Linked DNA regions of Mus musculus: region 2 is linked to region 1. Evidence: chromatin contacts called from public HiChIP or PLAC-seq data. All regions are on one chromosome and are shown on one strand. The core of a region is the stretch at or near the end of the contact, and the rest is flanking DNA. Distances in the headings are between cores, read along the strand shown.

What was found. HiChIP or PLAC-seq counts read pairs in DNA pulled down with a chosen protein or histone mark.
Region 2: an H3K27ac HiChIP or PLAC-seq map of microglia shows a contact between it and region 1, with 6 times the contacts expected there. The contact joins the promoter of Rreb1 here to the enhancer-like site in region 1. A contact is called at or near these places in 4 of 484 Hi-C or Micro-C datasets (CD8 T cells, bone marrow-derived macrophages and myeloid progenitors), 9 of 115 datasets of contacts at active chromatin or transcription factors (acute myeloid leukemia, bone marrow-derived macrophages, double positive thymocytes and 5 more) and 1 of 9 other capture datasets (liver).

What each region holds. Positions count from the first base shown.
Region 1 is chr13:37,511,169-37,518,450 of GRCm38.p6, forward strand. All of the region lies in intron 2 of Gm30863 (a long non-coding RNA gene), which reads right to left. It overlaps Gm29590 (a long non-coding RNA gene), which reads left to right. Exons shown (of 2, transcript XR_003950565.1): 2 at 1-1,253. Among named protein-coding and RNA genes, the nearest start is that of Gm29590, 6.2 kb to the left of the region's middle. Within about 2 kb of position 2,858, at least 100 of the 459 cell types and tissues checked have an H3K27ac peak or open chromatin away from gene starts, as enhancers often do. A contact at or near this core is called in liver and microglia, where this site is marked.
Region 2 is chr13:37,884,708-37,891,989 of GRCm38.p6, forward strand. Rreb1 (ras responsive element binding protein 1) reads left to right here and starts at 4,164. Exons shown (of 12, transcript NM_001177869.1): 1 at 4,164-4,265.

The DNA.
Region 1 (7,282 bases), core at 1,608-4,107:
TTTCGTAATAGGTTGGGTGAGTCAGGAAAGCGTCTCTGTGACCTCTGTGAAGTAAAGGATGGATCCCAAAAGGATTGTGAGAGCCTTGGATTTGCAGCCAAATCAGACAGAGGGGAAATGCAGCCTGGAAATGCACAGTTTCTTCCCAAATCTAAGGAAGTCTGGCAAGACTGAGAGCCCTCTTGTTTCTTTGCATCATTTTATTTTATTTTATTTTATTTTATTTTATTTTTGCTACTGTTGTTTTGGAGATAAGGTCCCAAGTGGTCTAGGCTGACTTTGAACTGGTTATGTGGCCAAGGTTGACTCTGAACTCATGATAGAGGTATAGATATCTTTGACTCCGTTTCCCAAGTGCTTAGAACACAGGTATGCCCCATTCCACTTGGCAAAGCCAAGATTTACACTTGTGGGATCTGATGCTATCACCAGGTAGATGTTGTCAGACCTGAATTGCATTGTGGGACACCCAGCTGGTCACAGAAGATTGATGAATGTGAAGAATCTACATCTGGCCACAAAAGAATCCCGTGTTGGGAAGCCCAGGGAACAGAAACAGGCATGGGGTCTCTTGCCTCTCAAGACACTAGGCTGGTGCTCTCTAGAGACCTGTGCGGGAGCAACATCTGTCCGGAGACCTTGAAGCCGCATTCCATCAAAGATTCTCTAAAACAGTAAGTCCAATACAGGAGCCACCAGCTGGCAATCACTTGACACATGGCCACTGGATGTGCTAAATGTAAAAAGTGCACATGCTTTGAAGGACATGTGGAATGAAACATTCAAAGCAGCTCCGTAATAATTGTTTTTAACATCGATTATGCTAAACTGGTAATATTCTTCTTTTACTAGTTAAATATATTGTTTACATTATTCTTATTGTAAAATACATATGGTGTAAGCTTATCATCTTTTTAAAGGTGTTTTATTTCTAATTATGGGGGTGGCTAGGAAGCATATATTAATTAGTGCAAGTGCCTGTGGAGCCCAGAAAAGGGCCTCGGATCCCCTGGAGTTACAGGTGGCTGTAGAACACCTGACACAGGAACTGGGAACTGAACTCAAAGCCTCTGCAAGAGCACTACCTGCTCTGCCACTGAGCCATCCATCTCTCCAGTCTCCAAGCCTGCCACCTTCAAGAGTACAGAGCCGTATTGTTCCAGACATCCCTACTGGTATGTTACCACCACTACCATCCCGCCACAGAACTTCTCAAACCAAATCTCTGAACCCAAATAAACAACAAGTCTGTCTGCCTGTCTGTCTGTCTGTCTTTCATGCACACAAACGCAGAGAGACTCAGACAGACACACACACATGCACACACACACACACCCCTTTTTTGTCATTATTTTAAATACTGAGACAGGGTCTTTCTCAGCCTAGGCTGACCTCAAACTCACTATGGAGCTGAGAATTACCTTGAACTCCCGGCTCCTCTACACCAAACACACTAGAACGCACCATTCACACGGTACTGGGGATTGAATCCACGGCCTCATTCATACTAAGTGAGCATCTACCAACTGAGCTCTATACCTCCAGCCCAACCTTTCACCCTCCCTTCTTACCCTTGCCAACTGCCTTTCGGCTGTCTGTCTCTGAATCTGAGTACTCTAATATCTAACACAAATGGAATAATAAAATATTTGCCCTCTCCCCTCCCCCTCTGCACCCTGCTTCCCTTCTTGATGATAAACCTTCTTTATATTAGGTCGGTCTCATGACTTGATTTCTCAGAGGGAACGCTTTGGTGTGGGCCTGCCCTGGCACTTCCTTCAGCCACAAAACAAACAGTTGTTACACTGTTAATCATTATTTTGGAATAATGACCCTCAGAGTGTCTTCATATGTTTTTTGTTGTTGTTTAATAGCTAAGTAAATTTAAAAATGAGTGCCCTGACTGTAAATGCAGTTCATTAGGCTAGATTCCCTATCAGAGTGAATGAGGCAACCTTGGCTTTCTGAAATGATCCGAGAATCTGTCTTGGCCAGTCAAGGACAAAAGAAACACAAGGTTTCTGCAGAATCTCTAGCTGACTTTCACTTTTAGGAGCCTCACAAACACTTAAAGAAAAAAAAGCTAAATGAGGGTGGAATGAGTTAACTAGGGAAGGAGGGGAGGGGAGGGGAGGGGAGGGGAGGGAAGAGGGAGAGGAGAGGAAGAGGAGAGGGACAGGAGAGGGAGGGGAGGGAGAGGGAGGAAGAGGAAGGGAGAGGGAGGGGAGGGGGAGGGGAGAGGGAGAGGGAGAGAGGGAGGGGAAAGGGGAGAGGAGGGAGGAGAGGGAGGAGAGGGTGAGAGGAGAGGGAGAGGGGAGGGAGAAAGGAGAGGAGAGGGAGAGAGGAGAGGGGAGGGAAGAGGGGAGGGGAGGGGAGAGGGGAGGGGAGGGGAGAGGGGAGGGGAGGGGAGAGGGGAAAGAGGAGAGGGGAGGAAGGGAGGGGAGGAGAGGAGAGGGGAGGGGAGGGGAGGGGAAGGGAGGGGAGGGGGAGGGGAGAGGGGAGAGGAAGGGAGGGGAGGAGAGGGGAGAGACAATGTATCACTGATCTTTGGGTCTCTGTGATTGTATTCAGAAAGTTTCCTGCAACCAGGAGCCAAGTTCCTGGAGATAACTCTGTGTGTGTGTGTGTGTGTGTGTGTGTGTGTGTGTGTTACAAATTCCCGGGACCTCATATCTTAGGGTGGGCTTTTTCTACCCATTCTTCCTTCCAAAAAACGCAGCAGTCATATTTCAAGTAGCACGGATCTCAGAAATCTCCAGCCTTTGTCTCAGTTTAGCATAATTTATGAAATCAAGCATAGCTGAGGGCTGAGCAGAGCGGCCTAGCTTTCCGACATCAGGCAGGGTGTCTCGGCCTGCAGCAGGTGTGGCAGCCGCTCGGATTATTTGTTTTTCCAGGTCAGGTTGGCATATTTCTAGCCTTGAGCTCCGAGCAAATGTTTAAATTTCATTTTCAGTCATCTGGCGTTCCTTTCCCCAGCATCAAAGGCAGGCCCCTGCATGCTACCCTCCTAGATCCTCTGTCTTCGCCCGGGGCTGATGGGATACAAGAGATGGGAGGAGAAGAGAAAGTAAGGGCTGGGCGGGTGCTTTACAGATCTTCCTAGGAGCCGCTTCTCCGCCACATCATATTCATCCTCCGCACTCACTCTTCTCTGAGGGCTTGCTTTGCCCCAGCACTGAGTATTGGACTTGTTTATGCAGCTCAGCAGTCGCTCTTTGTGGTTGCTATAGCAACCACCAGGGGTCAGTTTATAAAGGGGGAGGAAGTCCGCTTTGGGGGAGGCAGATTTCCAGCTTCTGTGCAAAGCACAGCAGAAAACAAAAGCCCAAATACCCCGGAGGAAACACGCGGGAAAAGCGTTCTACCAGTCCAAGCATCGTGCTGGGCCTGAAGAGTCACGATCCACTGCCGCATTTCTTCCCTGCAGAAAGACCATTCCAGCTAGTGGGAGCAAGAAAGCCTCACCCTTGCATTCCCCAGATTACTCTCTCTTTCCTTCTCCTTCTGCCCTTTGGCTTAATGGCCTAAAAGCATCTGTGAGTGAACTCTCTGGCAACTACGCGTTAACTGAAAACCAGAGGCTACAAATGCTGTTCCGTTCATCTTTTTCGTAGAGACAGAGGCACCAAGTCACTGGAACCACAAATGGTGTCAAGGTCCAACCTTGACCTTAACCAAGTCTCTGTTTAGAACACCCTGGGGAGAAGGTCTCAGGATGCCCACACAGCGGAGAAGTTTTAGCACTAACTTGCTTAGCTGACCAGACTTAGCAGATTAAGAGGACCAACTAAATATGATTTTCAGAGACAAGTGATAAGAGAAAATCTGAGTTGAGTTCATTTCAACAGTTAATTTGGCCAGAAAGAAGGTTCTAGATCCAGGCAGCTCTCTAGTGGGAAGCCAATTCAGAATGTCTTCAACAGTTTGCACAGACTGCGTTCATAGCCAGAGAAAAGGAAGTGACCTACAGAAACAGCTTGCTTAGTTAGAGTCAGCATGGACCCACGCGGTTGAGTTTGGCAGTGCGTAGCCTCTGATTGGCTCCACTGCATTACTTGGTTATCAGAAAACGCTCTTAGGTTACGGCTTGCTTTCATATCAACCTAGATTTCAGTTCACCATATATGGAGACCGTCTTGGGCCAAATTTTAACATTTAAGAATGGAATCAGATTTAGGCCAAACTTATGAATTTAACACCACGAGTTACATATAACACATAAGGAAAATGAATATATCTTTGTATGCATTCTTTATAATATTAGGGAGATACGTATGCCAAGGCTAGTCAACTTTGGACTCTAGTCTTTCTTCTTTATAACCGTAAAATGTCAGGAACACAAGAGATCTTTGTTCCAAGCAAGGAAAACACAGATCACCTTTTGGAGTATTCCAAACTCTTGCATCATCGCATTGGCTGGGAACAAAATGGACGGGCATGATTTGCATATATGCAAATCAGAAACCTGTCGAAGATAGACCGCATCACTAATCTTTCCTCAGATCTTTGCAAACACCACACAAAAGTTGATTAAAAGTGTTTGGCGCTGCATTTTTCTGAGGGACTGCTCCTACTTTTTCATTAATAGTATAAAAAATCATCTTTTCTAAACGACAATGGATTTTACTTTTCTTGACAGGAAAAGCATTTTATGGGCATGTGCTAAGCAATAAAAGGCTTGCTGAGCATCCGACTGGGAAAGTCTGAGTGAAGAACAGGGCCCTGGAGAGCTGGCAGTGTCTGTAGCCGCTCAGTTCCTTTGTGACATCCAAGCATATATGTCCATACAATATAGAAAACGACATTAGCACCTTCTAAACTCAAACTCTTCCCTCTCTCCCTCCTCCCCTCCCTCCCTCCTGACCTCTCTCCCTCCTCCCCTCCCTCCTTCCTTCCCTCTCTCTCTCCTTCCCTCCCTCCCTCTCTTCCTCTCTCCCTCTCTCCCTCTCTCCTTCCTTCCTTCTCTCCCTCCTTCCCTTCCTCCCTTACTTCTTTCCCCTTTTAAAGATTTTTTTTTTATTTTATTGTTGTGTATGTCTATGTGCGTATATGTGCATGTGGGTATGGTCACCTATAGAAGGCCAGAGAGAGCATCTGACTCCCAGAGCTGGACTTGTAAGGAGGCTGTCATCTGTCTGACCCGGGTGCTGGGAACTGAACTCTGGTCCTGTGAAAGAGCAGTAAGAGCTCTCAATCTCAGAGCGTCTCTCCAACTTGCCTTTCCCTATTCTTCGAGTTTACTTTTGGTTTGGTTTGTTTGTTTCTGAGAGAGACGGGATTTCACTATGTAGCACAGGCTGGCCTTGAAACTGACTATGTAGCCCAGGCTAGCCTTAAACTCATGATTTGCTTCTGCCTCGTCAGGCTTGCCTTCTCTCTGTATGCTAAGAAACGCTGCCTGCTTCTTCACCAAGACTGGCTTAGTGAAGATTTAAAAAAATGTTGTAGTAACTCTAAATCATCAGCTGCAGTGCAGTGACCTGCTGTAGCATTATGCGTCACTTTTGACCCTGTATCCACACAATTAAGGCAAATAAATTCAAAAGTGGGTTGGGAGCACATCTCAGGGCAAGAGTGTAAGCTTAGCACATGCACGGCTTGGGCTCAGACCTTGGCACCTAGATAAAACAACAACAAAACAAAACAAAACAAAACAACCCCAATCCCCTCCCCAAAACCAGAAATCAAGAAAGGTACAGGAGAAGCCGCAATAATCTATCCTATAAGCACCCTCACCCCCACCCCCACCCCCAGTTCCGCCCACCCCACCCACAGCGAACTCTTACTGTATAGGTTCTCACAGCCCTAATGCAAGGCCGGTAATTAAAGAAAAACTGTCAAGATAAACATCATGTACAATCCAAACATTCCCACCCGAAACTAGCTCTAAAAGTGTCAATAGATTTCGTTTTTCACCAAGAAAATAAGGAGTGTTGTTTTAGAAGCTGGGGCTGTGGGTTCGAATTTCATCTGCCTGATCCTGTCAAAGCCTGCCGGCCCTGCAGTTTCGCTGTGAACAGAGTTGTGCCTGCTGGGTGCACACTGTGAACTGTTCAGCATTCCTTGCCCCAGCTGAGGGGTGTCGTAAGCGCATCTGTAAACCACACAGAGCTGCTCAGACAAAGGGCAGGGAAGTATGAAATGAGATTATTTGTGCTATTCACTTCTCCAACAAGCAGCTTGATTCAGGGGTTGGAATCAGTTTAGTTTGGTCAAAAGCAGTTTGAAAGGACTTATTTTTTTTTTAAACCCTGCTTTCATTTTTTTTTTAAACGAGCAATTCTTTCCTTCTTCTTTTTTTAATCATTTGTTAATAAACCCTACATCTGAAGCTCAAGCTGTCAGACAGTGTCTATTTAACACCATCCAACAGCTGTTAAATGGGATAATCACCTGTTTATCCCCATGTCGCTAATTCAAATGCTAATTGCACTCCAGACTCTGGGCTTAGTCTCAAGCCAGACCAGGTGTGCAGCTCTGGGAGTGGCAACTACTGGGCCATGGGTCTCCATGGATTCATTTCCAGTGACCAGATAAAACAGGGTAGTGCACGGGCACGCACACGTGCGCAAGCACACGCATGCATGAGCACACCTGCACACGTTGGTCATCCCTGTAAAAAATGTGATATGACCCAAATATCAACTTCCAAGGTAAACAGCCATTGAACGTTGTATTATGCAACTATTATAAGGATGTTAATGAATATGATTAAATAAGTGAAAATACTTGCTTTTGTTGAGTGGGAAAAGCAGTGTGCAAAACTATTACTATTACAAATATGAACAGAAAAAGAAAATGGGCTGAGCCATAGATCCCTGGAGGATGTATTGTTTAGCAAGTGAGAGAAATCCTGGATTTCATCTCCAACAGAGACAGGTGGGGCATGGGGGAGTGCAGATGCGCAGAGTAGTTTTGAAACTAAAAATCAATATTTAAGTTATCAATTTAAAGTCTTGACTAAGGGGAATGGCTTAAGGGTGGGAGCATTTGCTACAAAAAAGCGAGGATCCGAGTTCAAATTCTCAGCACCCGTGTAAAGGTGCCTGTGACTGTGTGGTATGACCTCAGAGTTATGGCAGGCACAGACAGGAGGATTGCTGGAACTTACTGGCTACCAGTCCAGCTCCAGGTTCAGTGAGAGACCCTGCCTGGGAGATAAGAGGGAGGGTGATAGAAAGCTCAGGATGCCAGATAGATTCCTCTGACCTCCACCCACACGTGGGCCCCGAGACCCATGTGCATACACACATATCTCCAAAATATAATAATAATAATT
Region 2 (7,282 bases), core at 2,914-5,413, 370 kb after region 1:
CTTTGACCAAGGAAGAGATGAGGAGGAAGGGGAGCACTCCTTTTTTTTTCCTTGCCCAGATACAGATGAGAAATGAAAGACCAGGCCTTGGGTAATTGAAAGACCTCGTGCTAAGATTGTTGAGCAATCAGGAGAGCACCTACACTCCCAAACGCTACACCAGAGAGTCACACATTTTGTCCAAAAGAAACTTAACAGAGTTCAGAAACTTTACATCAATTTGTTCTCCCAGATAAATCACCCAGTATTCCAGGGGCAAATGATGTCACTCCTCTAAGTAATGGCTTCATCTGCATAGCAAGGTTAATCCTCAGAGATATCACTTGATGGTGATGCTGCTTTAAAAAAATTATCATTAAATATGATAGCAGAGTTAGATATGTCTTCTTGCTTGGAATGAAAAGGCCTGAGTCCATGAGAGTTAAAGAGGTGTCATGCACACTTATGGGCAAGAAACAGTAGAGTGGTAGCCATGGGTACTGGTGAGTGCTGTGAGTGCACTAGACCAGAGAACAAACTTGGGCTGAAGCCTGGGGGGCTGTTGAGTGATGGGTTAAAGACTTCTCATTTCCTGTAGTTTATTGAAAGAAGTAGAGAAGACAACTAGAGAGGAAGATCATGCATCTTTCTTCCATCCCTGGATGCCCCTCTCACCCATTACCATCATGCTTGTCTCTCAAATACACTTGAACTGTGCAAAACTAGGCAAAAATACACGCCCAATCTCTTAGCAACCCATCTTTACTCAAAAGGAAGCAATACAGAGTTGACTATAGCACCCCACAGTGCTCAGTTAAGTGGGGGTTGCTGCTGCTGCATGATGCTTGGGCTTCCTTCATTATACCAACGCCTGTGCCATTGGGGTGGGGCTTGGTGACTTTCATGGGTTATCACCCTATCCAAGGCATAGCCTAGCCCCTAAGCCAAGAAACACATCAACTTCCTGGAACTCAGAGAGAGAGCTACCATCTCTGCTCTCTCTGCCTTCAGAGTGCACACAAGGCCATCCTGGTTAGCAGACACAGGTTTGCCTTAGACTTGGGGGTTGGCAGTCTTGGATTTGGTGGAACATCTGGTCAGGTTAGGTTCTGTCTCCAGCCTAGACCATCCTTTAGATGTTTTTTGTGGCTTGTCAAGTGCTACAGCCATTCTCATATCTGAGCTTCTACTCTTTTTAGCTTGCATCTTGTTCTGGATTGGCCTGATCTGGTTAGGTCAGCGCTCTCCTCACACATCCCTGACAAACCATCCCTTGTATTTGTGCATATTATAGGGGCTTGCGCTGTAGCCTTTTCAGTCAAGTATTATAAAAGGCCAAGGCATCTCAACTTACTCCGTATTTCATGGGAGCCCGAGGACAGATTTTTTAGATTTCCTCTTCAGAAGCTGGGGTACCACCCTTTACTTCTAGACCATCCTTGCTTTTACCTTTCAGCTCTGTGGCTATCTCCGTAGACCTGGAGACAGGCTCCTTAATCTTCTCTTTCTGGCTTTACATAGCATTGTCCCTTATCTAGGGGGGTCGGAGGTGGGGCTGGCCTCCCCCTGCCCTTCCTCCTCCCGCAGAGACCTCTGCCTTCTGTAAGATATCTCGCCTCTGACTTTGCACAAGACTTCTGGGAAGGAACATCCAGTATTCAGCATCTCAGACCCACCCCCAAATGCTATAGAAAGTCTTTGTCACATTTTTCTCTTATAGGACATAACTAGAAATAACCCCACCATCCCTCCATTCTTCTGAGGTAGTGGTGATGGAGGTAAGAAAGAGGTATCTTGAAGTTCCTTTTGAAAGACCGCCTTGTATATTTCTATCCTGTAAGCTTTGTGGCTCCGATAGACCTAGTGGAACTCACCTAGGGAGGTGGCTCTTGTGATCCAGCTCACCCAAGTCACTCCCATCCAGCGCTAGAGATGCAGCTTTCAGAGCCACTCTCAGCCTGACCCTGTGCTGGGAGCGCGTCCTTCCCCCTCAGTCCTTTCTGCTTATGGGGAAGCTACCTGGGCCTGCTTGCGTCCTTGAGTGTCTAATGGAAAGAGAAGGAACTGGGTCTAAAATAATTTTAATGCGATTTTTAGGTTCTGGAAATTTTTAATTCCGATACTTGTCTCCCACTCAAGCATACTTATAGTTGACTCCATGTATTTGGAGATCTTGACAGTTCAAAAAAAAAAAAAAGAAGCTGCTCCTTTCTAAGACTATGCTACTAAACTTATTATATTTTAAAAATTGCTTGCACTCTTACTGTCATTATTTTTTTCTTCAGTGGTAAGCATTGAACCCAGGGCCTCAACTTTATAAACAAATACCCTACCATGGGAGTTAAACCCACAACCTCCAATTATTTTAAAAATGAATGCAATCAAGGGAAGTTTGTCCTTACCCCCACCTCCCACACACACACACAGTGATATAAGTGGAAGGGATGAATCTAAGACCTCAAGAATACTAGGCCGATGCTTTGCCACTGAGCTATGTACTTTTTTTTAAATGTTTAATTTCTTTATAAGTATTAATAAGTTGAGATAGGTAGGGATGATCTACAGGGGTATTTTGTTTGTACAATTCTGAAAACTGGATAGGCATTCTAAGTTGATATTATGTATGTATTTGAGACAGGGTCTTACTGTACAGCCTATCTGATCCGCCCACCTCTGTGTACGCTACTATGTCCAGCCCCTGATTCATATTTTAAAGGATGCTGGGCAAATAGTTAACCATGGAGCTTTTCTTTAACGTGTGTCATATAGCAGTGAAGCAATGATCCTGACCCAGTGGTCCCTGGGTAGGCGTCTCCCATCACTTGTTTTAACAGTGAACAAAAATGTTGAGTATATGACTTTCTGTGGCAGCATTTATGCTTTTCTTACCTGGAGAATAACTGGGTTGTGTCAGGGGCCTCCAGATATGAGGGTCTCCCTGGCTCATTCAGAGCCTTCCCTGTAAGTTGCTCCTGTACTCTAAAGTCCAAAGAACTTTTTAAAGAGAATAACATAAAGGAATAGAGAATGGAGTCACTGAAGTATGAAAACAGAAAAACTTCTGGAAGAATCTTGGTGTCACTACCCACCCAGGAACTGCTTGTGAGAGTAAAGGGTGGTGGAGCGTTCTCTTCCACACAGATCAGTCCTGCCCCACGTGCTTGGGAGCTGTTTGTGGAGGACTCCCCGTGAGATGCTCAAGGATAGCTATGTGGTACACTTACGCACCTTGTTTGTTTCCAGATGCTCTGAGAAAGGAAGAAGTGAGAAACTGCAGGACAGCTGCACCTCAGCATCCTTGCTTATGTGGGACCTTTCTTTCTCCTCTTTCTGTGGTGCCGTTGGGGAACCTGGAGCTCACTTCTGTGCGTGCCAGGCAGATGCTGGCTCTCCGAGCTATGTGCCAGCCCTTCAGCTTCTTAAGTCCTGTCCCTGTATTGCAACCTTCGTTGCTGTGTTGTGGCTCCAGAACATGCTGCATGCCCCCTTCTTCTGGGCTTTCAGGGTCCGTGGACCCCCAGAGCAGACATTCTCAGACTCCCGAGGGACATGCGCGAAGATGTTTTCTGTATCTTCTACAGAAAGAACAGGGCATGCATTTGGTCCTAGTTGTTCAGCGATGTCCCCGTATTTGTAGGAATCTCTACCTCAAGGCATTGTTAGTTGTACATTTCTTACTCTCTTCAGCTCTTTTTCCTCTCCTCTGTTTCTGCTTGCACCAAGTGCTGTTTCTCTTTTCCTCCTTTATGCTGGAGAATCAGCTGGGTCTGTTCAGCCATTTTTGTCTCTCTTTGGTGTTTATGGTGCCGAAGTTGAAACCTGGGGCCTCACATGCTAGGCAGGTGCTTTGCCACTGAGTGGTCCGTGCATTCCAGTACTATTACCACGCCACTGGGATGCTCAAAGCTCCACCTAGAGCTAGCATTCTGAGCATTCTCCTGTGTCGTTAACAAGCCCTCAGCATCTCGGGAATGGAGGGTGTACTTGGGCAGAGGTAATGGGGGTCCTAGCTGTTGAAGGCACACTTGTATGTTCTGGTGGAATCAGCTAACAGCTTGCTTACAGGTGCAGATGCAGGGTGGGAACTGTCCTCACCATGGACACTGAGTAGAGGAAACTAGACAGAAGCAGAATTTTTCCTTCTTTTAAACATCTTTTAATGTTATCTTCTTTTAATTTTTCAGGTTGTTGCAATCCTGTGCTCCAGAAGTGGTGGCTTTGAGGTGTGACCCTGCCCACATTTGGGCCCAGTCCTCACCAGCTCCTCGGCAGAACGAAGAAAACAGGTCAGTTACCCTGCGTAGGCTTCCTTGAGTCCAAGCAGTCTCACGTGAGTGAGTCTTCAGGCACTCCCTTGCCTGGACTTGAATTGTCTGCTGCTTTCACAGGCCCTCTGTCCTGTCTGTCCCTTTGTATCTTCCTCCTCATACCTCATCCATTCTTTCTCCCCAAGGCATAGAGCGAAATCCTGTTAAAATCATAACTGCATCTTGCTGGTTCTTGAGCTATTGAGTCTCTGGTGTGTGGGATGAGGCGTCTCAGAAGAGGATGCGCAGGGCACCTCACAGGAAGCAAAACCTCAGGCAACCCTCCTTCTCCTTCCTCTTTTCTTCTTTCTTCCCAACTCCCAGTTCCAAAGTGCAGGTTCAAAACTAGAGCAACTAAAACGGAAGCAATCAGTGGTATCAATCGTTCACATCTGTGACTTGAGAGCTTCATTTGGGGTCCTTGTCTGATTCCAGCTGGACATGTTTAGTAAAACAGGGCCAGTGTTTTTTATTTGAAAGATTTTAGTGTGGTGGGTGTGTGTGTGTGAGAGAAACCTATCGGGTCTCTCTCCTTTTGACATGTGGATCTTAGGGACTGAATTCAGGTTGTCAAGCTTGGCACCAAGCGCTATTACCACAGAGCAAGTTTATCATTTTTATTTTTGTTTTAAAAATGAGCTTAGTTGCAGTACCTAGGACAATACGGGGAAGAAGCAATTGCGTGGAAGAGAGAATGAGGCATTTCTAGGTTTGTGAATATTAGGTTAAACAAACACACACTACACAAGAACCTTAAACTATTAAAACTATATTAGCCTAGTAGGTAGGAGTCCTAACAGCTTAACCCCACAAGGTAGGGGATTTCAGCCCCTCTGGTACAAGCACAGAATTCTCTCTGAGACTTGGAACATATGTTAAAGAGTGAGTATTAGTATCCTCTTTAAAGCATGCACAGGAAATGGCATTGTATCAAAGGGAAAAATTGTCTTTCCTAACACAGATTGAGTATCAGCAGGCTTAAATGTTTTCATTTGGATGGTTGTTTCATTTCATTATTGCTGGATAGTTACAGAGGATCAACTAGAACTAGCCAGCTTGTTTCTGGTTAAATAAATTATCCTTTACCTCAGCATTAATGTAAAGATAAATGTTGTTTTTAATGTTTTTCTAAAGCTGAACAGTTAACAGTGTTGAGTTTGCACTAGGCTTTTCCTTCTGCCCTGTTCCATGACCCCAAAGGAAAATTCCCAAGCCAGACTCAGCCAAGACTTAGCAGACTGGCGTGAAGCTGTAGCCCAGCTCTGAGGACAGCGTGTTGGTGCTTCTGAAACATCCTCTCAGCATGTGTTCAGGCCCCTCTCCTTTTGTTAACTGCATTCTCATCAGAAATCATAGTTCCCCTTTAAAACCTTGCTGCTGTTTACTTAACATTTCAAATATGGAAAGGAAGTAAACAAACGGGTTCCTAGTGCCACACTTTACACTTTATCCCCTAGAAGGAAATAGATGTAGCCAGCGTCTTCCTGTCCAGACAGCAGGGAACATGATTGCAAGGCTTCTCTCCTTTTCAGGTAGGAAAAAATGCTAGGTAGTTAGCACACATTTATATAGCTAGCTATATGTGCTCTTGCTGGATTGACATGTGGGGCAGGGATTATTGGTAATTTGCCTCTATGGAGGGAATATATGTTTTGTCACTTCCTATTGAGCTGGACATGATGGAACATAACCCTAATATGTGGCTGGGCATGGTGGTGCACACATTTAATCCCAGCTCGCGCGCGCACGCACACACACACACACACACACACACACGATTTCACTTCCTAACTACTGCTTACAATTACTGCTTACTGTTCACTTCAGCCTCAGGTGGCAGTGGGAGACATCTTCATAGAAGAGTAGAGACAGAAAGAGTCATGCCAGGCTGTATTCCTGTATGTGTCTATTTGCCAGTTTTCAACAGAAATATCAAAGTAATCGAGAGTCTACATAATTTCTTTGAAAAGGCTATAAATATTCCAGTATGAGGATATCTGAAGGAGGCCAGCCTGGGTTACAATAGAAAGACTGTCTCTTAAAATAAACAAACAAACAAAGACAATAGATAAATATGTTTACTTTTTAGATTCATCTATATAAGCGTGGTTGTACATGTCTTTAATCCTAGCACTCCTGAGATGGGAACATTGGGAATTTCTGTGTGTTAGAGGCTGGCCTGGTCTACATAGAGGATTGCAGGGAAGCCAGGACTAGATAGATAGACCCTGTCTACAACAAAGAAAAAGAGAACTGTATAGATAAACCCTGTCTCAAAGTGGGGAAAATGGTAATGGTACGACCAAAGACCAGCATCTAAACTTGATATAAATTGGTAGAAAGATATGTTTTCTCTTTACCAACATAATAGAATTATAGTGACCATTTCTAGTCACCTATCTTAAACTTTTCTGTACATTAAAAATACATAGAAGAGCGTTTAAAAGAGGTGAGTTCATTTAGGAATAAAATGGGTATGTATACATGCTGGTTGGTTCCAGCAGGAACTGATGGCGTGCTTGTTATCAATGTATTAAAAAAGAAGTAAGTGTGTGCTCTCTTCTGGGTGTGCACTCCTGCCTTTATGGTTTTTTCCAAAGAAAGGAGAGAAACCAAGCATGCAGACACCTTACTAATTTGAAATGGTCTGCTGGCCAGTGGGGAGACTTCAAGCAGCATTCAGGCTTGAGTTTTGTTTCTTTCCTTGGAGAGGCAGGTTAAGTCTGCTGGCTCCTCCTCCTGCTGCTGCTCCCCTCGTTGGATCTCACTAACCTTCTAAAAGACCCCACCCCCAAAGACACTCATCAGCCTATGAACTTGAGAATTAAGTTTCTAATGCCAAGTTTCGAGGGAACGCATCAGATTGTAACAGCATGAGGCATGTTTTGCGCAGGGAGGTGCTGGGGATCAAAGTTCCGTATGTGCCGAACAAACTCCCTGCTCCCATATATATTTTATCTTTTGGTTTAGGAATAAGGTCAATTTTGATGTGGCTT